Regions from separate parts of the Danio rerio genome. Here region 1 is linked to region 2. Evidence: chromatin contacts called from public HiChIP or PLAC-seq data. All regions are on one chromosome and are shown on one strand. The core of a region is the stretch at or near the end of the contact, and the rest is flanking DNA. Distances in the headings are between cores, read along the strand shown. Region 1 holds the start of fzd10 (frizzled class receptor 10). Region 2 holds the start of stx2b (syntaxin 2b).

Region 1 (6,513 bases), core at 3,566-6,065, 75 kb after region 2:
GTAATTATTTGAAAAGGCTAGCAAAACATCTCGTGCTTAAGTTTCTATTTGTGCGTTTCCTGTATGAACGTTAAGATCAAAGTCAACATAAAGTTGATCTTAAAAAACCAATTGAAATCCTCAGCGTGGATTTATTTACAGGCGCATTAAGAATGAAGACAGATCAAAAGACACCTGATGATAAATCTGGGTGTGTGCATTGCTAGAGGAAACAAACTGCTTTTTCACAAACTCAATAATGTGATCATTTAATAACCACGCGTTTGATTCTATTGAAGATACTTCTAATTTTGTCAGGCATCAAACCAAATCAAAAACACATCAGGAAAACCAGCTTATAGGGCATGATTGGGCACGTTATAAGAAAGACGTACTTCCCTTTTTTATTGCGTGTTATACTTTCATCTAACTGTGCAGTGCCAGAAGGTCAGCCCCACCTGTCTACACAAAAGTTCTCTATAGATTTAAGCTAATGACAGATGTGATTAGACTACAAAAGGGCGTAATGTTAAAAAGATCTATATATTTGCAAGCCAAACAACTTTAACGTTCATTGTATGTGTATCGTGAACTTGGGTTTATCAGGTCAAGTCAATATTAAGGTATTAAAACCTTAAAATTGAGTAAAATAGATTGGTGTAGATTTCCATCAGATGGATGGATGGTAGGACAGTAGATAGATAGATAGATAGATAGATAGATAGATAGATAGACAGACAGACAGACAGACAGACAGACAGACAGACAGACAGACAGACAGACAGACAGACAGACAGACAGATAGATAGATAGATAGATAGATAGATAGATAGATAGATAGATAGATAGATAGATAGATAGATAGATAGATAGATAGATAGATAGATAGATAGATAGATAAGTAGTGTAAGGTTTTGCATTTTAAAAAAAGGTAAGCATAGAAAGACTCATATGTGAATGCTAGTTACATTTTTTTGAGCGATCTACTGTGCACTGTGAAAAAAGGCACTGTTAAATCAAAGCCAACACTTCAAAAATGACCCAATTTGATAGTACAAATAAAACCGAGATAAAAAAGCCAAACCTGGAGACCAAAACAAAACAAACTTTAAAGCCTTTGCTTCAGTATTGTTTATCAATGAAACATGGAAGTGAATAGATTAATTTTAATAAGATAAGGAATATGAAAGCCAGGGGCAATTTAATGAACAGAAAAAGGTCCTAAATTAAACCTTTCTTTCAAATCTTTGATGTCATTATAGGTTTTTTATATTAGTAATCTACTTATTACTAACCATTGTGGGAATCATAAGTCTAACTAACTCAAAAACATGAATGATTTTTCTCTTTTCTAAAACATTTGCAGGCAAAGAAAGTTGGTTAGCTCTAATCAATAGATGTCATTACAATACAATCTTTCTTAAAAGGAATAGTTTAACCAAAACGTTGTCACCCTCATGTTGTTACAACTCTATATGGTATTTCTTTATTATGCATTAGTTTGTTCCATACCAAGAGGAGTTTGTTTATTGTTGTACACCACATTGATTTATATTGTATGGACTCCTTTTGTGTTATTAGAAGAAAGAAAGTCATACAGGTTTGGAACAACACAAGGGTGAGTAAATAATGACAGAATGTTCATTTTCAGTTAAACTATCCTTTTAAGGTAGATTTTTAGTTTTTATTTTTACCTTAAGGATGTTTGGTAAGGTATGACTGATGAAGAATATTGCTTTAGTGATCCACAGCAAACACTTTTCTAATATTAAAATGTGACAGATTGCTTTATGAGGGAAAAAAAAAACTTTTTAAACTTAACATAAATAATAATATGCTTCTCACTTCAAACATGTAAAACTAAATTGTTTTATTTATTCTTATAAAATATGGACCTTTAGAAATATACACAAATGTATGGACATTAAAAAGAGCTTGGTGTAACAAAACAAACCAGGGACATGATCTCACTGTACAAAACCACTCAAATAACAAGGTTTTTCTCATTGTGTTGGCAATATTTAGTGCTTAAAGATTCACTTTGTTCCATTTAAAGGCCTAAAAATAGGCAGTTCATTCTCTGCCAAAGCCTTATTGAGCAGCTGCACTCCAATGTCAATGCAGTTGTGTATGACACAGCCTTCATTTCCATAGAAAAGCCACACGACTACACCACAGAGGAGCTGCTTTTCCTCCAGCCATTCACACCCATTGTTTGTCGAGTCCTTTCATTGTCTTTAATCACAGCTCTACAGAGTCCCTTTTTCTCTGTCACTAAGGGAAACAAACTATTGCACATGACAAGATATAGGCATCCCAATGACAGCACAAGGGACTCACTCCCTTTTACTTTGTTTTGTAATTCCAGTCTGCAAAGTTTCAGATGCAGCACAAACACTAGGAACTGAACAAACTTGTTGGGGATGCTGCACCTGAAGTTTGCATATAATAAATACGAGAATTGTGGAGTTCTTTGCTGGCTTGTCCTTTTATAAAGCAGTTTGTTAAAGTTCAGAGTTTTCATTTCTGGCTGTTTGCGTGTGCGTAGAGACCCAGCTCATACACAAGTTGCAGGAGGACCTGCTGGTTCGTACTTAGTTTTGTGTCCTTTTAGTGCAGGATGAGGCTTGAGGTAAGGTCCACTTCCTGTGAAAACACATGCAGCCTTCCTCCTTGTCTTCTTCTTAAGTTTGCGACTGAAAACATTCTGCCACGACTGCAGTGTTTTAGAGGTCCAGATCCACATGCCGCTGGTGATGCCCACCACCAACAACATGAAAATCTTTACCATGAAAATCTCTACGGCAGGGATGGAGCTCTTCATCACGCACTCTTCCCCACTTTTACCGTCATCGGCGCACTTCTGTTCTCCTGCTAGAATCTTCCAATAATCCATGTTGAGACGCTCGTAAAAATAGCAGGCGATGACGCAAGTGGCGGGGACTGTGTAGAGCACAGAGAACACGCCGATCCTAACCATCAGCTTCTCCAGCTTATCCGTATTCTCTCCCTCGGTCTTCATGACCTTACGGATGTGAAAGAGTGCAACAAACCCTGAGAGTAAAAATGAAGTGCCGATGATGAGGTAGCAAGAGAGAGGAATAAGAACAAAACCAGTCAAGGCTTTGACATCCATGCTGCCTACATAGCAGACTCCAGTGAGCTCGTCTCCTGCTACCTTCCTCATAACCAGGATCATGATGGTCTTGATGGCTGGTATAGCCCATGCCGCCAGATGGAAGTAGCTGCTGTTGGCTTCGATGGCCTCGTGACCCCATTTTTTTCCAGCTGCGAGGAACCATGTGAGAGTAAGAATGACCCACCACAGGGAACTGGCCATCCCGAAGTAGTAAAGAATGAGGAAGACTATGGTGCAGCCAGTGCTTTCCAGGCCTTCCTGGATGATGTACTGAACTCCAGTGTCACGATCACAGGCCACATTTTCCACCCCCACAAAAAGTCTTACAAGAAAGCCCACAGAGTAGACACAGTAGGACATAGAAAGGAAGATGATGGGCCGCTCAGGGTACTTAAAGCGCTGGGGATCAATGAGAAAGGTGAGGACAGTAAAGGCACTAGAGATGAAGCACAGTATGGACCAGATAGCAATCCACACCATGGAGAAGCGTTTGTCGCCCTGGCTCCAGTACACATCTACGTTGGAGTAACACTTGGGGGCACAGGACTCACTCTTTTGCACATAATGAAACTTTCCAGGGTTGCTGCATGTGGTCTTACCGACCCTCTCTTTAATAGGCAGTTCTTGGCTGTTACCTGGCCGAGGGGGTCGGGAGTCTGGCGACTGAGTGTGGGAGCCCTTTGGGGGCTCATCTGTGCCATTGTTGGGAGCTTCCATACAGAGGTAATTGGGGTCGTTTTTATTTGGCAGTCTGGAACAGTCCAGCGACTCAGGCCAGTGAAAGTTGAACTGCTCCATGATGGGAGAACACTTCTGCCTTGCCTGCTCGCACATCACTCGGCATGCTGGGATAGGTGTGGATACCTGTTCTGTGCACATGGGTGCGTAGAGTGAGCACAAGAAAAACTTCAGATGGCTGTGACAGCCGAACTCAATCAGCGGAGCAAACTCATGCAGCTTTATGGCTGCCTCATTTTGATCTTCATGTCCCATTAAGTTCGGCATAACTGTTAAGTTGTAGCCAATGTCCTTACAGAGAGGAATGGCAATCTCCTGGCATCTTCCTTCACCTGGCCGGTCCGGGTCGATGGAACTGATCGCAGAACAAAACCCAGCAAAGCACAGCAGCCCAAGGCTGAGTCCGACACCGGCAGCAAACATTGTCTTTCAATATTAACTCATGTATAGCAGATATTGTTCTCCGAAAAGCTTTGTTTCACTAGAAAAGTTTCTTCATTGTTGTTTTAGTTTTAATTTAAAAAGTTATTATATCCCAAAAAAGAGTAACAGGAGAATTTAGTGCGTAAAAATCTTCAAACAGATGAAAAAAAATGAAAAAAACTTTCACTATTTTGAGAGGTTTCGCGCTGTTAATGTTCAATTCCCAGTCCACAGATGATATACCCGTACTTTAAATCTCTCCAGTTCTGTGAAACATCGCTGACGGTCTGTTTCTTCACAAAAGTACACTTACTTTTCAAATAGCTCCCGCGCTACTTTAAACACACACACACATCCTCCGCAAAGTGTATCCAAACTGACCAAACGGAAGGCACGGTGTCGTTACATCGCAGTCATGTTAAATGAATGAACGAATCCTCTCCGTAAACGTGTGAGTATTCACTTTAGCTCGTGTCCGTTTCTCCCTGAAGAGCAGCTCTCTGCCTCGCGCGCTGTCTGTGTCTGAGCTCCTCCGCCACCGTCCTGAACTAACCTGCCAAAAGATCCGCCTTCAAAGACAGCTGCTTTACATAAGAAAGCCCAAACTGACACACTGATTATCCTTAAACCGTGCGGAACTGGCTGTGTAGACCTCAAATCCTCGTCACAATTTTACCACAAGATCACAGTAAATTACTCACTGGCCATTTGTTGTTGTTGTTTTCTTTCCCCGGATAACACCCTTGTGATGATTTACGGAAGACTTTTCGGCGCAAGTCAGTGAGAAATCTCTCGCCGAAGACGACCAAAAGGATTCAGCGGCTTTCCAGTCGAGATGTGTCTCCTTTCTCTCTACAACTGACGATTTTCACGCTCTGGCCATTGTGGGAAGAAAGAGTGGAAAGAAAAGAGAGTTTTTTACTCCTTGAAATACCCCTCGCTTTTTATTGTTGAATGAACTAGAACTGATGGCTGAAGAGTCTTTAATCTCTTACCCCACACAAGCATTTTATAGAATATCCAATAATGCCTATATATATATATATATATATATATATATATATATATATATATATATATATATATATATATATATATATATATATATATATATATATATATATATATTGCCACTTAAGTTATCAAAAACACAAATTAAAAAATAGATGAGATTTATTAATGCAGAATACAATTATTAGAGCAGTATTTACATTCAGTCTTGTATTTTTTTTTCTTTCTGTCTGATATATTTTAAAAAATTTTAATTATTTTATTTCATCACTGGAGTATTTTTGTGCGATATCTTTTAAATTGATTAATCAAGCTAAAACGTCTTGCTAATGTCTTATGTTAACATTTTTTAAATTTATATTTAAGGTATAAAAATCTTGCTATTCTGTCTTGTTTTATTACCCTAAACACTAATTTTATATTTAAATTTTTTATTATTATTATTATTATTTTTATTTTCATTCCTTCATTATTTTTCTTTCGGCTTAGTCCCTTTGTTTATCATGAGATCGCCACAGCAGAATGAACCGCCAACTTATCCAGCATATGTTTTACACAGCGGATGCTATTCCAGCCACAACCCAGAACTGGGAAACACATATACACACTCGCATTCACACACATAAACTGTGATCAATTTAGTTTACCCCATTCTGCTATAGCGCCTGTCTTAGAACTGTGGGGGAAGCCAGAGCACCCGGAGTAAACCTGTGCGAATATGGGGCTTGAACCAGTGAACTTCTTCCTGTGAAGCGACTGTGCTAACCGCTGAGCCACCGTGACATCCTATTATTATTTTATTAAGACTTAATATCTTACATAATTGTAAGGCAAAAAGTAATCATGCTTTTCAAGTAAATAATTTTAATCTAAGAATTAATATTTTTTTAATTTTAATTAAAATTTTTTAAATATTTTTGATATTTTTTTGCTAAAAAAAAGCAAGACAAGACAAATTTACACTGAACTTTTTTTTCAGTCTGTAATTTACAAGAAGTTTCACAGGAATGTTAACCACAGACTTCACACATAAATCAAACATGCCTTGAAAACTTCTTCCAGCTTTGTTCTTCTAACATCTACATGATTTTTTTAATGCATTATTTACATCAGAAACTTTTTTTTTTTACTACATTTTGTTACAGTGCTCATGTAACAAAGACTGTTGTGCCAGAAATCGCATTAATTTCCAAGTTTTGTACACAACACTGAGTGCTTTTAGA
Region 2 (6,135 bases), core at 407-2,906:
GATCACACTATATTTCTTCTTCACCTCATCCACTAGGGAGGAGATCTTTTCAATGACCCGTCTGACCTCTTCAACCTAAAAAAAAAAAAAGTAAAAGCAGAGTTTTAATTTGTATTTTTGCTAAGGTTTCACATTACTGGGCTTCTCGATGGACACTTCTACGGATGCATGTTCTCACCACACACACACACACATATATATATATATATATATATATATATATATATATATATATATATATATATATATATATATATATATATATATATATATATAAATTAGTTATTGTTTTTATTAATCAGTATCATTACTGTCCTTAGAGTATTTTTTTCAGAGCAATAAATTAAGTGCATACAGTCCCTATAGAAAATCATTATACCCTCTGAAAATCTTTTACTCACATTACACTCTGCTTTCAAAAGACCTTCATCACAATACTTTATTGCCAGACTTGCATTAGATTTTTTCTTGCATAATAGCATGATATATATACTCCTTACAAAGACATACAAAAAAAAAAAAAAATTTATTGTACACTGGCTTTATTCAGCTTCAAGACAGTCAGATGTACAAAAGATTTTAAATTTTACTTTATTAAAACTTGGGAATCTAAATCGACCATTAAACTTTAATGATATAAATTTAGGATTCAATATATGACTTGAGTTCAAAATGATGCTCCTTGCAAGCATCATGAGGTTCTTGTAATACGAATGGTCATATAATTTCTCCTATAATTTCTACTATCTTTAAACAGATTTGAATCTGGTTCATCTTGTTTTTAGACTTACAAACACTCAGAATAAAGTTGTAGAAAGGCAAGTTTGGAAAAGGCAACAAAAACATTTCAAAGGCAAGAATTAATTGGAATGTGATTTGGTTTCAGGCTATATGACAAATAAAGTAAGGGTATGATGATTTTCTATACTGTGCCTATGAAGGCACTTTCTTTTTTATGTTCCTAGTCATGTACTTTTATATCAACACTAAATGTATTGTATTGTTGAATGTGCCGTGTTGGTTTGTAAGTGAACTTATGGTTAAATAAACAAACGAACAAACAAACAAACTTTGAAGGCACTTGTACCCCCGTTACGTTATATAAACCCTCCCTTCCCACCCTAAACTGTTACCTTTTGAAAAAAGTCTTGCATGAAGTCATTTCTCTCCATGGACACAGCGACACCCCCATCTTCACTGGCATTATGCCTGCCCTAAAACACCACAAGTGCACATAAACACAAGACAGACACAAGCATGAGAAGTAAACATAAACAACAGAGAAAGTCACTAGGAAAATAAAAAACGTTTATTTTTTTTAAATGTCTTCAATAATCAAGTACGCTGCTAGCCAGTTTTTTTTTTATCGGATTTGTTATCAATCACTTGCCACATTCAAATCCGCCAGTCGGTCCCTCATAACAATGTCGATGAGACGTCGATTATCCTGTTTATCGATCACGTCCGTTGCTGTCCGTCCGAATTAAAGTCCATTTTAAGTTCTACCCAAACAAAAGTATGTTGACAATACACGAATTAGCATTTAGAATTAGTAACTTGACAATAAACGCTTATAAAAAGTGTTACTTTGAAAGAAATGTCCAGTCATGAGGTGTTTGTTTGGTTGCCATCCTTAGTTCTCCGCCTGTCTCCAGCTGACGGTTCTTCTCTGCGCGTCTCAATTACACTGTGGGCGCAGCTAACTCGGAACAGGGCGGTAACATTATGGCGCTGTCAGGCAATGTTTTATTTGGGTTTCTTTCTTTACCTTTTACGCTGTGTTTCAGTTTAAAGGCTATGGGCATCCGCACTTTTATTATTTTGGTGTCAATTTTAATCGCGACACGGTAGAAAGAAGATGACGTTTTCACGCGTTGTCTGTTACTTTTCTAAGCGCTTGCCAGATTGGGCCAATCGAAATCCTTAGTTCAGTAGGTATTAACTCAACTGATGTCAATGTCAGTACTTTAGGACTCAACAATTATTTTGAACTCGTCAATGTCGAATAAAAATGAATTGCCGTTTTCCTAATTGAATTACTGAGCCTCTCTTTGCCACCTGCAGTAGTTTCAGAGATGGAGTACACCTATAGCTGAAATGTTCATATACTCATCCTAAGAATAACACTCCACTAAGAACTGCTAACTGAACCAGCCGAGGATCGAACCAACAACCTTCTTGCGGTGAGGCGACATCACAACCTAGTGCGTCGCCAGTAAGTGTAAAATAACACCAGGTTAAGTATTTAAATTTTTGGTTGAACTCTTCATTTTTAACAATAACTTGTGTATAAAGGGCTGAGTTCTCCTTAAACACCAATATCTTTAACAGGGGCAAAACTTTGTTGCCAGGAATTAAATTTGTAGGATATTGCACTTGAAATTTTTATTTGTGGAGGGTTGACCAAAAAAGAAATTCTAAAAATCACTAGATTGTCAAATGATCCAAACAGTGTGAACTTCAGCTTTATTCTCAAATGAAATTGAAACATGTTTTCAACAAATTGAGGTTAGCTCGTCAAGTATTTTATTTACACATTTATTTACTTTGTAAAACTTTTACCATAACTATGTTGCTATGTTGTACTAGAATTCAAATCACAAAAGTAGGAGGGCTACAATCACAGCATTTAATAGTACGTGAAACATGCAAACTTTACATCATTGTTAGTAGTAAGTAGGAGCACTTACATTACAACGATTTATCTTTCAAATTGGAACCCAGAAAATAAATGTTTACTTTTTAATTCAATTAACAATCTCTAAATACAGAAATTTGAGATTTGAACATCTTATTACAAAAAAAAGGAGTCTTATAATCACAAGGCACCAGATTGAACTCAAGGCACACAATTGAAATCAATATCTGAAATAAAAGCATTTCCCCTTTCAAACAAAACTTTTTTGTTATACCTGCTCTTCTCAAAACTTTGTAGCTATGAAATGAAAGTTCTCCGAATAGCATACTCTTTTCCATTCAACTCGAAAAAGAAACTACGGTCACACTGTTCCTTCAGGACCCTGCATCTTGACTCTTTAACCAGTTACAGGTAATACAGGAAGTCATCCAGATTCATGTTAGGCTCCTTGTGAATGCTCTGGCCAACCAGGAAGGCCAATTTGTGGGCATACTGGCATGGAGCTGGCACTCGCACAATCCCCTAAGGAAACAGAGAAATAGTCATAAAGAATCCATATCACAGCACACTGTGTTAATTAGGGATGCCACAATACTCATAATATTGACTGGTTCTGTCTGACCTCCACAGCTCAATACAAATGCAAGTTTCACACCCAGTGGTTGAACTAGGTATTGCACTCCTGGATCAAAACAAATGCAAAGCGCAGGTTGCCAGATTGAGGACAAGCGCGAGAAAATTAAAAGTGTTCTAAATAAAAGCAACAGCACATAATAGAAGGAATATTTTTTTCATATTAAAAGGAGTTTTTGTTCTAACAAACTCCTCGAACATATATTTAAAACGCCGTCTATTTGGCACAAGTGAACAACGGAAAACTGACAATGATCAGCTCAGCTACAGTGCTTTATTCACTGTTAAATGTTAACAATGTGAGTTTGAATGCCATTTTACCTGACATTTATTGCTATATACTGAAAGCAGCAGCACCTCAGATCTTGAAAATAAACCGTCTGAAATTGAACTTTAGAACACATATCAGTGGTACAGCATCTACATTTAATAATGTTAAAGAGGGTTAATATGTATTAGATTATAAACCTTACCATTTCGTGGGTGAGTGCATATTCTGTACTTCTGAACGGCCATATTTAAATTTGTCATGTTTCTTCTGATGCAAACAGCCAAATTGCATATCATTGCATAACTAGTCACAAAGCATGTTGTTAATATTCAGGGTTACAATGTAACCTGCTCAGCTAATGTTTAGGTTCATAATACTTATATAATTTGCTAATTAATAACCTCATGTGGAACTGAATCTGCGTCTCATTTGAGTCTGCTACTCTCGACAGGAGGTCGCATTTTGGTTACGAATGCATGCTTTGAGAGCCTTCCTGACTGAATGAAATATGCAGTTTTACACCACGGCAACCCAGGTTGCTGGAATATAATTGGCTAAACTGGCATTGGGCGGGTTAAAAACCCCAAAACAAAGACAGCTTTCCGGCACAGAAAAACACATTTTTAAAGCAGATTATCTGACATCAGCATTGTTTTTCAGATAAACAAGAATGTTTACTTAGCATGTTTCTTATCTGGAAACATATTATGGTATTTGCATGCTTAAGAGTCAAAAAATGTGCATACAGCACCTTAAAATAAATGTAATAATATTTATCATTTAGCATGTCTCCCTTTCCTTTAATTCCTTCAAACTCTGAACTAACTGTGCATGTTAGGATACATGTTCATCAGCTGAAACATTTGAGTAAATGTCCCATAAGCACTAAAGTTAGAAATGTTTTTAATGTAAAAAATGTAAGAGACACAAGTTGCATGTCATTGCGTGGGATCAGACGCCCACACTGTCATTATTCCAGTATGAATGAAATTCATAAGCTTTTGTTATTTAAACATTGAGCCTCAAAGGGGGAGAACTCGCGCAGGAAATCTGAGAAGATCCTCATTCGAACAGGTGAATGAAAGTTATGAGGCACAAATTAAGTCAAGCTTAAGCTTTTTAATGGTAAAATCTTGACAACTTGACAAGTATTCAATCGGTTTTGCCTTAGATTAGAACATTCAAGAAAGTTTGTAACTTTCCCATTGTGATGCATCTGTTCAGTCAAACTAAAAACATCTTATTCCAGCTTTACGTGTTTTTAATATTAATTAAACAGATAATGAAATCATCCACTGTTCTTTGCTCTGAATAGCTAGTTTAATAGGTTAACCTATTTCATTTAAACAGTAATTATACACAGTATGCAGTGTTATATTTGGTATTCAGTTCATGCAACTAAAAAACTGTTTGACACATGAAACAATTGAAAATCAGTTGATTGTAGTGGCATCTTTGCCATGTTGTATTCATTTTAATTGTAGTTTAATTCTATAATTTTTATTTGACAGTGTCTTTTTTTGCTGAACATGTATTGAACTGTACCAAAACTGTGACCCTAAAACCAAAGTGGACTGGAGAAGTCTATACTATTACACAAGTGTTAAACTGTTCCAAGTGTTAAAAGCTATCAGTGGTGTATTACTTGTTTTAGTGATTTACAGTGGGTCTGTCTTTACCTGCCAGTTGTAGTACATGTGGCAAAGTTTGTAGGTGAGTCTCTGCATGTGATCTGGTTTAAGGCCGCTGTTGTCAAACACCACATTGTAGTGAGTAGGTGCGACACACCCAAAGCGCACAGCCTGGCTTACAATGAAGAAATCATACCTGGGTAAAATTAAAGATGAACAACTGGGTAAATATGGGCAGTTTGCATTATTTACTAATATAACTTTGCTGATATTAGATAAATCGGGAGTTTTAGTACAATTAGTACAAATAAAGCCATCATTACATTATTATAGATACATTCAGAACTGATTTACTTGATTGAACATGCACGATCAACTAAAAAAAATGCTTACGAATCTTTTTAAATTTATATGTACTATGGTTCATATACTAAACATAATATGAATTAAAGGTTGACTCTACTGTATCAACAAAATCCAGTTTATGCATAAAAAAAAGTAAGCGGTACCATGAACAATTAGTAGGAATTCAAAGTTCAGTATTAATGCTTGACCGGGACAACTGAATGTTTTGGATGGCCAAGTGAAAGAAAAATGTACTAATCGGGCAATGCTTGTTTGAGAATGAGCAGTGTTCCTTCAGGGTACTCTACACGCACCACTCTGGACGAGTGACTTCAGTGTCAATGACTGTCCCAGGAGGGGGATTGGCAATTTTGCCATCAATCCGAGCAAAGAATCGGGAGCTGATGCGCTTTTTCACCACCACTACTGAGAGCTTGGGCCTGTAAAGAAAAACATTAAAACAATGAAGAAAATGTATCATTCCTATAGTGTGAGTGTGTCTGCATGAAGGCTGGCTTACTCATAATCTTGCCCCATGGTCTTGATAGACTGCATGATCTGAGGAACTTCATAGTCCACAACGCTCTGCAGCATGCCATCTCCAACTCCATCTCGGT

Evidence for each region. HiChIP or PLAC-seq counts read pairs in DNA pulled down with a chosen protein or histone mark.
Region 1: a contact with region 2 is called in an H3K4me3 HiChIP or PLAC-seq map of gastrula embryo, with 2.0 times the contacts expected there. The contact joins the promoter of fzd10 here to the promoter of stx2b in region 2. A contact is called at or near these places in 2 of 4 datasets of contacts at active chromatin or transcription factors (embryo and gastrula embryo).

The regions. Positions count from the first base shown.
Region 1 is chr8:52,723,763-52,730,275 of GRCz12tu, forward strand. fzd10 (frizzled class receptor 10) reads right to left here and starts at 4,816. Exons shown (of 1, transcript NM_130917.2): 1 at 1,835-4,816. The coding sequence starts at 4,279. The coding sequence ends at 2,537.
Region 2 is chr8:52,651,773-52,657,907 of GRCz12tu, forward strand. stx2b (syntaxin 2b) reads right to left here and starts at 1,657. Exons shown (of 11, transcript XR_012384728.1): 1 at 1,588-1,657; 2 at 1,391-1,502; 3 at 1,134-1,214; 4 at 1-75. piwil1 (piwi-like RNA-mediated gene silencing 1) reads right to left here. Exons shown (of 22, transcript NM_183338.2): 19 at 6,039-6,135; 20 at 5,833-5,958; 21 at 5,222-5,369; 22 at 2,450-3,160. The coding sequence ends at 3,044.